Linked DNA regions of Muntiacus reevesi: region 1 is linked to region 2. Evidence: chromatin contacts called from public Hi-C data. All regions are on one chromosome and are shown on one strand. Each heading gives the region's core, a stretch centred on a gene start, on an enhancer-like site or on the middle of the called end of the contact. The rest is flanking DNA. Distances are from core to core; before and after follow the strand shown. Region 1 holds the start of LOC136146974. Region 2 holds the start of PNN (pinin, desmosome associated protein).

The links. A called contact is a pair of places that touch in the nucleus more often than the background predicts.
Region 1: a Hi-C map of blood shows a contact between it and region 2, with 5 times the contacts expected there. The contact joins the promoter of LOC136146974 here to the promoter of PNN in region 2. A contact is called at or near these places in 2 of 3 Hi-C or Micro-C datasets (blood and muscle).

The regions. Positions count from the first base shown.
Region 1 is chr15:46,489,719-46,492,880 of mMunRee1.1, reverse strand. LOC136146974 reads right to left here and starts at 1,737. Exons shown (of 6, transcript XM_065906067.1): 1 at 1,551-1,737; 2 at 1,251-1,339. The coding sequence starts at 1,737. It overlaps FBXO33 (F-box protein 33), which reads left to right and starts at 1,538. Exons shown (of 4, transcript XM_065906548.1): 1 at 1,538-2,341. The coding sequence starts at 1,740.
Region 2 is chr15:46,345,425-46,348,665 of mMunRee1.1, reverse strand. It overlaps PNN (pinin, desmosome associated protein), which reads right to left and starts at 1,931. Exons shown (of 9, transcript XM_065906317.1): 1 at 1,766-1,931; 2 at 1,035-1,106; 3 at 579-647; 4 at 1-49. The coding sequence starts at 1,878. TRAPPC6B (trafficking protein particle complex subunit 6B) reads left to right here and starts at 2,389. Exons shown (of 6, transcript XM_065906513.1): 1 at 2,389-2,423. The coding sequence starts at 2,397.

The DNA.
Region 1 (3,162 bases), core at 488-2,987, 140 kb before region 2:
TTGGACAAGATGGCTATAAAGAATATTTGAGAGATAACTAGACAAATTTGAAGATAACAAAAGTTACCTTAAGTGTGATAACACTATTTTTGTTATATACGATTATGTTTTCAGAAACACATATTGTACTACTTACAAGTGGAAGATTCATATACCCATGGTCCACTTCAAAATATTTCAATGAATTTAAAAAATAAAAAATTTAAATCCAAGTCTCAACTTCCTAATTCATTGCTGTTTCCATTACTGCCCATTAATTCATTCATAAAATTATTATAAGAAGAATTACATAGAAAAATCTCTTGCAGACAAGAGGTTCAGAGATGTGATCTACCACGAAGGAAAGCATTTTTTGTTGTTGTTGTTTTGTCGTTGTTTTTACAGCGACGGAAAGGAAGACAGATAACTCAGAGGTAACAACTCAGTATCACAGACAAGACACCAAAAGGCATCAAAGCATCACGAATGGGGAATTTTGCCCTCAAAGAGCTAAAAATATCCTGTAGAACAGTTTCGTGAAGTTAATTACAAGAAAACCACGCTGTTTCGAGATCACAGCTAAGGCTCTGAAGCGGCAGCCTCACTAATGCAATCCTCAATTGTTACATAAAATTAACTATTCCCTTCTGACTTCACTGCCCGGTACAACCAGTTTACTACTTTCCAAGATGTGGTGAAGTTAACGGAAACTCTTTCGAAAATCCCTCTCTCAAAGCGAGGGGAGACAAGCTAAAGAAAACCTTTACCGTAACCACCAGCTTCTTTACTTCTAGGGCCTCAAAACAGGGAACGCCAGGGAAGACGCCGATTATCAACCCGCAGATCTAACTCATTTGCCTTGTTTTCTCCTCTCCCTCTAAATCCGAAGGGTGGCGCTGTCCTCATTCCTTCCCCACACACCAGGTGTGCGCGCAGGTCCACTTCGAGGTCCGACCGAGGGGTGGCGCCGTCCACTGACCACCTCGGTCCGGCCTCTCCGCCGCCCCGGCCCGCGCGGCTCCTCTCCCTAACCCAGCCCCTCCGAGTGAGCCCGCGAAAGCGCCCGCTCCCCTTCTCAGGGGCTCTCTCTCAGAAACTCTCCACAACACTCGGGGCAGGCGGGACGGCTAGGAAAGACACAAGCCAGCACTCTGGCTCTGAGCCCTCAGCCCAGAAACAGAGAAGCGTGTAACGAAAAGCGTCAGGACCTCTCGCACCAACGCGAGTTAACGCTACTTCGACCTCCTGAGCGTCCAAGTTAACCGACGTACAGACTTGACTGAACTGAGTGGTCTCTGAGGGACGGGAGAGGGCGCCCATTTGCCGGCACCACCAGCGCTTCCCGCCCCGCCCCATCGGCCTAAGTGCGTCAGGAATCACGTGCCTCGTCTCTCTTCCCTACCGGCAAGCGGGCGCTCCCTTCTTCCGGAAGTCGCGCCCAGTCACGCCCAGGCTCCTCCCACCACCGGTGACGTCAAACTCAGCTCCTACCACTGGTCTGCCTCCGCCTCCAGGCGCGGGGAGGGCTCCCGGTTCCTTAAAATAAATCCTGCCGCTTCCGGGCTCCTAACCAGTACAAGCGAGGGTTTTGAAGTTGCGGAGAGCGCAGGCCTCGGACGCGCGTGAGTAAAGTTTGAGAGGCCAGAGGCTGGCTATCTGGAGGCCACCCCCGCAGAGGCCTTTCCCCCTCTCCGCAACTGGTGCCGCACTTGGTTCCGCCGAGACCCACGACGGTTCCGCCCCCTTCTTCCTTGTCATTGATGTTGTTGTTCTTGTCAGTGCCGCAGCCCCGACCACCGGGAGCCCGAACCCGAGCCGGGGCCGCCCGGGTGGCGCGGTGGCGGCGGCTGCGGCTGCAGCAGCTGCGACGGCTGCGGGGGCTGCTCCGGGGACTGCGGGGGCGACCGGGGATCGGCAGCCGGCGGCGGGGCCGGATGGCTCTGTGCGGGCAGGCGGCAGGCGCCGCGTCGCTGCCCAGCGAGCTGATCGTGCACATCTTCTCCTTCCTGTCCGCGTCCGACCGGCTCCGGGCCTCGGCCTCCTGCTCGCACTGGCGCGAGTGCCTCTTCTATCCGGCTCTCTGGCCCCAGCTCCGCATCTGCCTCCGCGTCTCGCCCGCGGAGCAGCCACGGCTCGAATTCCTCATGCGCAAGTGCGGCTGGTTCGTGCGAGAGCTGCGTGTTGAATTCGCCGCGGAGAACTACCTGAGCGGCGGCGGCGGCCCGGGCGATGGAGGCAGCGCCGACGCCGGGACTGGCGGGGAAGAAGTCGAAGCCCTGCAGCTCTCAACCCGTTGGCTGGAAGTGCTGCGCACCTACTTAGAGCTGGTCCTGTGCGTGCTAGTCAGCATCCGGAACAACAGGTAGGCACTTGGCAGCCCCTCCATTCATCCTCCCCCCCCCCCCCCGCCCCGCCTCCACTTCTCGGGGCGCAGGGTCGCCTCCTTCCTCTCACCTCGAAATAGATTTAGTGTGGAAACGCCCCGCCCGCTTCAGCGTTGCTTTTTTCAGTGACTGGGGGTGTCAGTTCTAATCCGGCGATTTCCTTGAGGCGGGAGGGCATAACAGGACTCATCCTAATACTTTATAAACAGTGATGGACTTGGTGTTTATCAGACAGCCCTCCTGGCGCCTTCAGGCACTGTCTCATTCATCCTTTCGGCAGCAGTGGGATGGAGTTGACAGGCGCGGTCATTCTTCATTTTACAGATGAGAGAGCTGAAGCTTGGAGGGTGAGGCCTGTGAATGAGTCTTGGGAGAAACTAAACTAATCTGTTTTTTTTTTGTTGTTGTTGTTGTTTTATTCTGAACCTTTCCGATCAAAATAGTTCGTGGTGGCGGAGGGAGTAGGTATGCCACAGGTTTCGCATAGGTTCGAGACTCTCCCGGCATAAAAAGAAATCTTTGACAGCCATTTTCTTACCGGGAATGGTTTTAACTAGGCCAGGCACAAAGAGTAGGAGGAATTTTTTTTTTTTTTTTTTTTTTAAGGGATCGGGGAACTGGCTGATAATCAGGATTAGAAGGTCCCTCCCTTTTGCGAACCTCCAGACTCAACTTGTCCCCAGTGATTCCCCTAAAAGTAGCACAGTACAGCTTGGTGTTAGCGTGTGTTGGGGGAACTGGCCAGTGTCTGCAAAGGGTAAGCCCAAACTGTCCTGATTTTGAATCAAGACTTTCATTC
Region 2 (3,241 bases), core at 682-3,181:
GTCGCTTTCTTGGCGTGATTCTCGTCGAGTCCGACGCTCCCCTCCCAGCCTGACATAGGAAAGGGAATTTAAAAAGGCCAATTCAAACTTTGATCTCCTATAGCTCTCAACCCAGTTAAGCTTTTGTAGTGTAAGACAGGAAAGGAAAGTAACACAAACTGACTATTTCCTCAATCTTATTTTTCTCCTGACCTTTACTGTGCTTTCATTTTTTTTTTAGTTCTATCAGTTTACTGCTACCAACCCATCTCCCTCCAATATCTATCCTGCATGCGTGCTCAGTCATGTAACCCCATGGACTGCAGCCTGCCAGGTTCCTCTGTCCATGGACTTTTCCAGGCAAGAATACTGGAGTGGGTTGCCATTTCCTTCTCCATGTGCTAAGATTTCTGTTACTGCCATGAAGAACTGAGTTTTCAGGGATACTGGCTGTCTCAGTTCAGTCAAATACCAAGTGAAAGACTCAGAGTAAGTGATATACTACTCAATTCTAATACAACTCAATCCAACAATATTAAATACTTATATTCTACCTCATAAAATAAAGTATGCTTCCAGAATTTTGTCCTCCAACATACCTACTGACTGCCCCTTCAAGGTCTCTCTGTTTGGCTGGGGGTCCTCCTCCACTATCTGAGAATCCACGCCTGCAATAAAAATGTCCAACATAAAGCGCATGAAAATTAAGAAAAATGGTTATTTCTACTTAAGAAGATAATTTAGTTGCAATTATTAAAAACTCCTCTTCCAAATAAAGTAACCTCAAATGGACATTTACTTCAAGATGGATGTTTTTATAGCATTTCTCTTAGCTCTATGAGAATAAATTAAGTTTGCACATAACTGATATACTTACTATATTCTTCAATCTCTAGCTGTAAATGTAAATGAAATTAACTATACAGAAAACTACAGCTAATCACAGCTTCAAACAAACCAAACTTTTCTTAACACTAACTCTAGCACACAATTTGTTTAAACCGATTCATTAATTTAGTACAGTACCAATGTATTAAATTTTAAGGAAATCTTACCTCAGCAATAAACTACCACGTCCTCTACCTCCACCAGGACCAGAAAGGGCGAGCAATCTGGCTTGGATGGGCCTACAAAATATTCACAAATCAGTGCAACAATCGTTTCTAACAGCACCAAACACTTCAACGGGTGCGGTTCACCATCAAAAGAAAATAAACAGAGAAGTTCTAATAAGAAGGTTTCAAATCCACGTGTTTGAAACACGGCAAGTGGTACTTTACTAACTGCCTTGTTTTCCCAAGACCAGTTTCACAGAAATGTATTTCTCTCAACACCACTACACGTTAACAGACCTGAGTCAGGTTCAAATTTCACCAACCCAAAGAAAGTTGCACGTGGGCAAGAGCCGGAGGGTGAGGCGGCGGGCCGCGTCCCCGGAGGGTCCCAGGGCCAACCCTGAATCGGGTAGCCCGGGAAGGAGGAAGGCTTTGTGCTGCAGTTCCGGGCCTGCGGAGCCGAGGGCGGGAATCGGCAGTCCCGGCCTTCCCACAGGACTGGAGGCCATCCCGGCGCACCCAGGCTCCGCTCTGTTTCCTCACGCACCCAAGACCCAGGACTTAACGCTGAAGGCCTTGGAAATTCCCACCTCACAGAAAACAGGGTCCCACGGCTGCCCGGGAACAGGCCTCGATGTTCCAGTCTTCTCAGGGCTGACCGCCCTCCCCGCCCCCAATTCACCCCGGCTTCACGGCCGCCTCTGGGAGCCAGAACCCCATCCACTCCTTACCTCACGTCATTCGGATCCCGCCCGGTGAGCTTGCGAATATTCTCATCCACATTCTTTAGGCTCTCTTTGGCCTTTTCTAGCTGCTCCTGCAAAGTTCTCACTGCGACCGCCATCTTCTCCCTGCAGCAGGCTTCGAGACTGCTCTATAGGCCGCGCCTGCCTGTGTCGCGCCGCAAGACGCCAGAGGACTGACAGCTGGGCTCAGCCAATGGCAAAAGGAGTTGTATTTCGGCCTCAACCACTCAGCAACCGGAAGGGGGAGAAACTGCCGGCCTTTGTGACTCTGGGCCAATGAAAAGTCAGGCAGGGGTCCCCTCCCTCCCCAATTAGCTGCGGGTGGTTGGGCTCCGCTTCTAGCGCAGAGCCGGGGCGGGTTTGAGACTACTTGGGTCCTCGGAGACGTGGGTTCGCGGCCCACCTCTTCTGGTGAGGAGAGCGGGGTCTTCCTGGTCCTTTTAACCTGTAGATGACGTGCCTCTTATCGTTTTACCACCTGATCCCCTCAGAGTAGGGTTCAGACGAGTCTATTTCCCCGTCTTCCCCCGGTAAGTGATTTGATTAGGACAGGGTGCGGCCATTCCGTTGGTGCGCATGCCCAGAGAGGCGGTGGGCGGGCCGCAGACTTCTCTTGATGCGGTTAAACCTTAGAAGAGCGGAGGTAAGCGAGTGAAGAGGAAAAGTCATTCCTCCTAATAGCTAACAATTATTTTATACTCTGTGAAACACTTTACGTGCATTATCCCCCACAAGCCAAAGACTTGAATAAACTTGTTACTCAGGCTTGTTACTACTGATAAGGAAATTGAGTCTGGAGATAATGTGACTGTCCTAGGTCACGCCGGTCCGGAATCATCCTATGATCAGACCAGTGCCAGATTGTACTACAAAAAAATGATCAGATCATGTGCAGGGTTATACTAAAAAAAAAAGAAGAAGAAGAAAGCGACGATAACGGGTATTAGCCTCTACACCTAGGTTGCAGCTGGTTGGTTTAAAATGGGTTCTGAAGAACAATGTTATGGATAATCTTTATGTCCTCATCCTTCACTCGTTAGCTAGGCATCGTGCACTAAGCTTAGCAGGCCAGCAGTATTTAATCCGAGTTACCATTAAATTCATCCAACAATCCTTAAAAGTTCTTGATCTGTTAATCTGGACTCTGGAAAAATCCTGGAACAAGATAGCTGTGGTTCCTGCTTCCACGAAGTTTGTAGGGTTCTCAGGGAACAAAGAGGCTTCCTGTACTTTACGCATTTAACAGATATTTATGAAATGCCTACTATGTGCACTTGGATAGTCACTGTACAATGCAGATATCTGCCCACAAGGAGCTTGGCAATGGGACGAATGAGGAGACAGATAAAAGCATAAGTAAATTATAAAACGTGGTAGAAATGGGTTAAGTGCTATACAAAAAAAGAAAATGTAAAGCTGGGTAAGAAGGATGCGTGTGTGCTCAGTGGTGCCTTTGCAACG